Regions from separate parts of the Mus musculus genome. Here region 2 is linked to region 1. Evidence: chromatin contacts called from public promoter capture Hi-C data. All regions are on one chromosome and are shown on one strand. Each heading gives the region's core, a stretch centred on a gene start, on an enhancer-like site or on the middle of the called end of the contact. The rest is flanking DNA. Distances are from core to core; before and after follow the strand shown.

Region 1 (3,469 bases), core at 271-2,770:
ATCCTTCTGAAACAGCATCGTCAGCTAAGGACCAAATATACAAACATCAAACAGGTGAGTCTGTGAAGGACATTCTTTTTTATTTTTATTTTTTATGAGAAAGGGAGAAAGGGGATGTGGTGTTGGATGGGTGGGGAGACAGGGAGGATCTGGGAAGAGTAGTTACAGGAGGAGAAAAGCATTATCAGAACACAGTGTATGCAAATTTTTTTTAATTAAATAGAAAAGAAGAAGAAATAGAAGCAACCAAGCTACTTTTGGGAGATAGGAGTCAGCACACAGAAGTGACAACCTCCAACAAATCATGTATCCTTTTTGAATAACGCCAATTTTGATCCACATGTTCCTTCAAACTGAAATAGGACACAGCTTTCCCTACTACTGGGTCTCTGAAAAAAGATGTTTGTCAATGTTGTATGTAACTATGAGAAACAAAATAGGATATAGCAACAACAAAATACCCCAAATATACACATTAGTAACATACCTACTTAATGTTACTGAAGCATGTCTATCTCCCTGTTCCAAAGTGTCCTTATTAATCTTCGATAACATCAGTGGCATCAGATCCTATCCAGACTGGATTCTAGCAGAGGACTTTTCAAATTTTAATATGCATAATATGCATATGAATCACCTGGGGATCTTGTTAAAATGCAAATTCTGATTCTGTAGGTCTGAGGCAGGACCCAAGGATTCAACACTGTAATAAGCTCCCAAGTGAGGTGGAGGCTCAGGTCTGCACCTACACCAGCAAGATGTCAGGGAACAATCTGGAAATGTCAGTCTAAGGTAGCACCAAGCCCACACTACCAGCAACAAAGCAGTGTGCAATTCTCAAACTTTTGCCAGCTTACCTTGAAATAGTCTCTCTGGGTGTGGTGCTATCTCTGTAGTTTACATTTCTGGTTCTGAGTTTATCTAGTAAGGAGGTCCCGTGTGCCTCAAGCCACATACCACCCCTGTGTCTGCCTCGAGCTTCTAATGGCTATTCCCGATGGGGAAGGCACTAGCTTTATAGAGACTTTGTCAGTGATGTCAGCAGCCACCGGTGCAATCCTGGCTCTCATCTGTTCCTTTCCATACCCTGTTCACATGTGTTTTTTTAGGTTGCAAAGACTTGCTCAACTTTTAGATAAAGATTTTTTTTTCTCTTGATTTGGGTTTGAATCTAGGCAAAAGACTCTTCAGGTTATGGGTCTCATGAGTAGTTATAAGACCCAGCTTCATCTCACAAACTGGCTTGCTGTTTGAGGTTTTCGCCAATATCTCAGAGCATAAGTCCATTGCTCCTGTTTAAAACTGACCCCACCGTGTTCAGTCCTCCACTGATCTCAGTTTATCAATTGAGTAATGACTCCGATTTAAGATATTTATGGAGCAAAGATAACTACATCCTTTGCTCCCCATAAAGGTTCAAACATTTCCTCCTCCTGCATCTGCCAAGAATTCTCCATCCGGCCTAGCCAGATTTCCCTGCCCTGTAGAGAAAATCTTGCCAGCTCTCTGCTGCCCTCTCATGGTATCTGTTAGTACAGCGTTCATATCTGCCCTTGACTGATCCTAACGGACTCCAGGGATGCAACACCTTTGTGGAGCCTGCAGATCAAACTAGCACGGCCAACTAGACGTCTACCAACGTTTTTTACTATTTTCTTTCAAATACAGATGACGAACATCCATAACAGAATTTTGCTTCTAACCTTGAAATTCATAAAAGCACAAAGGAGGGGAACTCTGGGGCATGTTTTAAAGATGAAAGAAAAGCCCATTTGGCTAACCAGTGCCTGTAGCCTAGCCGGAAGGATTTCAAGAGATCTTGTTCCCTGGGCTCCACACTAGTTCAGAAGAATATAAATGTCTTAGGGTGGTCCTAATGGCTTATATTTCAGCAGCATTCCTGGTGATTCCAACGAATATGAAGAGTGCCTCTGTTGGGCTGTACATAAGGCATAGGCATGCTATGAAGTGAATATGTAATATGTGAAGCTCACATATTACAGAAGGCTGGTCATATTAGATTTGTTAAGAAAAAAAAAAAAGCTAACCAGTTTTCACGAACCATCCCCCAGAAAAACCCAGAACAAAAAGAGATCTTGCTTTGTGTCTAGTGTTTGCTGAGCAGTTCGTGGACTTCAAGCAACCCTATTCTACACTGTTCAGACTGCCTCTGTGCTTAGCATTAAATCTTCACACTGGTGCACAGAGGACAAAAAGCCCTGTCTGTGTGATGCCCTTCCACTCTGTCCACTCAGGGAAGGCGTCTCTCTTAATGTCATGCTCTGCAAGCTGTATACTCCTCTCCTCAGTCAGCTACTTCTGTGGAGCAGACATAGATGTTGGAAGTTTGGATGGGTGAGACAAACAGGCAAGAATGCACGTTACATAGCTGCATTCTTCAGCTGGCTTGTCCACCCAGCTTTGTGCTCCAATTGGCTTGTCCTGCTAATGTTGTATCTGCCATGTCCAAACTGCATGAAAACTCATGTCTGTCCTCAACTCTGATCTTATCTGTTCAGCAGTAGCACTCTCCTGCCCAAGCCCTGTCACCAACTCTTGGTTCCTTAGTTGTGTACAGTAGGTTGCATTCATCATAGCATCATTGTCTTTGCATCAAAACATTGGGTTAAATTCTCCACCTCACTAACCTAGATTGCCTCTCATCTTTCTTCTACTTCTGTGTAACCCAGAAAAGGCAGTGGATAATACATTGCATGCTTATTCACAGTGGGGGTTCAGTAATACTTGCCAAGGGTATTTCCTCTAAGTAGCAGCAGTCCAATACTTGGAAATAAAATTCAAGTCCTGCTCAAGCTCAGCTGATTCTGATTCTGCCCCATCAAGGATTCTTGCCCAGCATCCCTTACTCCTCTGACACCAGACTCCTCTATGCTTCTTGCTTCTTGTATCACACAGGATCCTTTCAGTTCTCTATGTGACTTTATGCCACCTTTTCTCCCCTCTCCTGTTTACTCTGCTCAGCTGGAAGAGCTCTAGCAACTTTGAATTTGCATTTTTAATTAGGCATTGCATCGGATTTCAACTCAGTTATCCTGAGTTCTTCTTGCATTTAAGCTACCAAAGACTCTATGCACAGCTGTATGCATATGAATAAGACAGTATTTTTTTAAAATCTCTTAAGCCTTAACATTTTATATGAAGCAATGTCATTTTTTCTTTTTCCCATGAAAAGGTTGCTTATTATTTTTTAAGATGAAAACAAAGGCCCTCCTCAGGCAAAACTTACCTTTTTCTAGACCCCTTCCAACAACACACATTATTTAAAGTCAGGCAGAGTGCTGCCCAGCATGACCTTTCTGAAACAAGTGGAACACAGCGCTCTTTTTCTTAGCCCTACTCTGCATGGCTTTACCCCAAATCTTGCCCACTGTGGCCTCTCCCACTCCCCATGAGATGTTCTTTCTGGGAAGAAATAAATCTCATTCTGGTGACTATCTACTGAGCACCC
Region 2 (3,469 bases), core at 514-3,013, 1.8 Mb before region 1:
AAGAAAGAAAGGGGACCACTTGCCTTGCGTTCCAGCAAGGGTGAGGCTAGGAGGAGGGGAAAGAAGAGAGTATACACTCAGTTCATGCATGTGTGTGTATATATGTGCATGTATGTGTATGTCTGTATGTTTGTGGGGGGGCATTATGTGAATGTGTGTGTGTGTGTTTAGGTGTGCATATGTATGTGTGGGATGGAGTTAAGGGTGCTGCTGTTCTGCCCTGTGTAGTCTTGTGAAAGGACACAGCCCTTCCTTTTGATTTAGCTGTGAAATGAAGATACTCAGCAGTTTAATCAGCTTTGAGAGAGGCTGCAGACTTCGGCAGCTCCGTGTGGATGAACAGCTATCATTTTTCCTCGTGTTAGGAACCAGAGCATCCACAAAGCGATGCTTCCTATTCAGAGTTCTGGGAAATCTACAGCGCCACAGGCTTTGCGTATCTGAGCTTATCTTCAGAATCTACTAACACTTTGCACCCAGGGTTGTTATTACCTGATAGCTGAGGTCCCATTACTTGGAGTTTAGAATTTATTTACTTATTGGTTCATGAATTTCAGTTCTCTTAACTGCAGGATGCCAGTCAAGGAGTAGAGAGAAAGGAGGTCCTTGGCCACATCTCCTTCTGCCCCACTCACAGAGCCCAAGTGAAAAGGGTTTGAAATAGAAAACAGTGAGGACCAGGCACCCAGTGGTACAAAAAACCGGGGGGGGGGGGTGCTGTTCCTTAACAGCCCCTGGGGTGCTGGAACAAAAGGAACCTTCTGGAAGCTAGCCATGTATAATAACAACTGAAAAAAACGTGCTTCTGCCTGGACTCCCAGGATGGACCCCACAGAACCCCAGGACAGACATGGGTGCTCTGCCACCAGCTGAGATGGACACATCTGTGTGACAACAGCTCTTCCGGAAGGTCATAGGAGACCTTCCCGGCAACTTACAGTCACTGATGATTTCCAGGGAGGGCAAGAAGTACTTGTCGCAGACGATGGAGATGGCCATGCACATGTAGAGGATAATGAGGAAGTAGATTACGATACCTCCATCCGTGCTCTCCTGCTTGGTGAAGAACCCTTCGGGAAACTCCGATGCTGGAGAGACAGCACATTGCGTGCTGTTTCCTGCCGAGGAAAAGGAAAAGATCACAAGATGTGGGAGTCACACGTCTGAAGCCCACAAAGCCTAAACTGGGGTATTTGGGAGGGATATGGGGAAGTTGGTGGAAATACGAGTATGATTCAAAGCCTTAGATAGCCTTTGTAAGAGATTATTTCATGAAATAAGCTGATAGAAGAGAGTTGGAGGGAGGCATTATTACAGCGCCTCTCTGTGTCTGCTTCTAAATGGGAAGAATGCACTGATCATGTCTCCAACAATAAGAAGAGCAGCCCTGTCCACCCCTTGGTCTCTGAACTACTACAGAACGCTCTTGAGGACGCATTGGCTGATCAAGAGCGCTTCCCATCCTCGGCAGGGCTCCGAAGCAGAGCAGATACAGCAGGAGTCGGGGATGGGGAGGGGGCAAGGCCATTCCCCTCTCCATCCCACATCTCTACGTGGGACTGGGGTGTCTGGGCCCACTGCCACCTACCTGTGGCCCTTGGGAGGCGCGGGGGCAGGGAGACACCACGGACAGGCAGGTATGCAGAGACCCAAAAGATCCCCAGCAGCAGGACCCTCCTTGTCCAAGTTGGGCCCCATTTTGTCCGCATTTCCAGCGTGCTCTTTGCAGTGTGTGGTTCAGGAAGGGAGCAAGGGAGACTTATGCTGAATCATGTGAGCAGTCTCCTTCCTCCCCAGTGCCTGCGGGGGGAGGGGGGTGTCGCAGCTTAGGAGGCCAGCAAGGGAGACAGCCTGGCTTCTCTGATCAGGAGATCCAAGTCCTAGGGAAGTTGGAAGAGTTAGGGAGGGGTGCAGATAAACACCGACTACAGCTGTTTCCATGCGGGACTCTGATGGCAGGCCCAGGCAGTCTGCAATTCTGCTCATGCCGGATCTCTTTAATATCTTCACACAGACTCTGCCTTTGACTTCCTCTAGATTTGAGAGGACCTGGGTTTGCTTGATGCTGTCCCCCCCCCCCCCCCCCCGCCCTCCACCCCCTTCCCAATAGCCGTTGTTTCTAGGAATTATTTGGGCAGGTGTATATATACTCTGCCTACCAGGGCACGCTTTGTAATTTTATTTGGATGTTCATCTACAGTTAGAGCCAGAGACAGAAAGGTCAATTAGGAGGTGACTGTAACAGTTGAACTGGGAAATGAGGGCCGCGTGAGTGAAGGTGGCAGCTATGGGGATTGAGAGCCGCCCACAGCGCCACGAACTATTCAGGAGACAGACTGGATGCTGTTTGATCATAGATCAGCTGTGCTTTTTGCCAGAAGGAGCTGTATAAAATGCTAATTGGACAAGGCAGACAGCATTCAAATGCATTCTGTAGTTTGCCAAGATCCTGAAAACCTGTAGCCGTGGAGCAACCTGTGGCTGATGGCACAGGGTCTGGGGGAGACCACAAGGGTGGTTGAGTTCAAGCAATGTTTCTTAGCTGTGTGACCTTAGGCAAGTACTTAACCTCTCTGTTCCTTCCTTCCACTATCTATAAGGCAGAGATCACCTCTCTTTTGGTTTGGTGCGTACTATATGGCAAATGTAACCTTTGTAGGACAGTCTCTTCCGTGGGGCCATTGTTCTGTTATTCTGTCACCTGTCTGGCATTACTTATTTCTTGGACTGAGATTAAAAACTGCCATGAAGAAATTCTGTAGCTTTGCAACTGTTATGATTCCTTTGCTTTGTACATAAAATTGGTGTGACAGGAATGTATTATATGCACATATGCAATATCAAACAATGAATTAACTGATAAATTAAAAATCAAGGTGCCAAGCCTTTGATGTAGAGCTTGTTGCATCTGGTGTAAAAGAGTGAGCTGCTCCTGGCTGTTCATGAGCTTGCGCTGTTTAAAAACCACCCAGCACCTTCCTGGTGGAAACCTCTCTGACACTCAGCTTTCCGGATGTGCCCTGTGGAGCCGAGACTGGGATGCCTGGTCACTGAGGCACGGGCATAGAAGCTATAGGAGTCTGTTCTCAGCAAGTGGAGCAGAGCCCTCCTTGAACTCTCAGAACCAGCTCCAGGGGAGTGGGCCACTGGGTGCTGACTGCTTTGTGATCTCCCCCTCAAAACCCAATATATAAACCAGTTTACAGAACAAAAGCATCGCTCACAATTGAAGTGTCAGCAACAGCAGAAGCAAACACAGAATGTTCAACACAAGTCAAACAAGCTAAATAAGGAAGCAAATACCAATAGATACAAGCCCATGTTTGACACAGAGCAGAAATCTGCAGCACATAGTGGGCCCACAGGGAACACTAGTTGGTTGATTAAAGAGCAGTGACTCTTAGAAACAGTCCCAGAAGGGCTGGTGAGATGGCTCAGTGGGTAAGAGCACCCGACCGCTCTTCCGAAG

Evidence for each region. Promoter capture Hi-C pulls out the DNA fragments that hold promoters and counts their contacts.
Region 2: a promoter capture Hi-C map of hippocampal neurons shows a contact between it and region 1, with 8 times the contacts expected there. The contact joins the promoter of Slc24a5 here to the enhancer-like site in region 1. A contact is called at or near these places in 7 of 39 promoter capture datasets (the 3T3-L1 cell line, embryonic stem cells, hippocampal neurons and 3 more), 1 of 115 datasets of contacts at active chromatin or transcription factors (bone marrow-derived dendritic cells) and 2 of 9 other capture datasets (adipose tissue and liver).

What each region holds. Positions count from the first base shown.
Region 1 is chr2:123,310,457-123,313,925 of GRCm38.p6, reverse strand. No RefSeq gene overlaps it. Among named protein-coding and RNA genes, the nearest start is that of Gm34430, 380 kb to the right of the region's middle. Within about 2 kb of position 1,520, at least 14 of the 459 cell types and tissues checked have an H3K27ac peak or open chromatin away from gene starts, as enhancers often do. A contact at or near this core is called in hippocampal neurons, where this site is marked.
Region 2 is chr2:125,066,421-125,069,889 of GRCm38.p6, reverse strand. Slc24a5 (solute carrier family 24, member 5) reads right to left here and starts at 1,763. Exons shown (of 9, transcript NM_175034.3): 1 at 1,589-1,763; 2 at 939-1,118. The coding sequence starts at 1,709.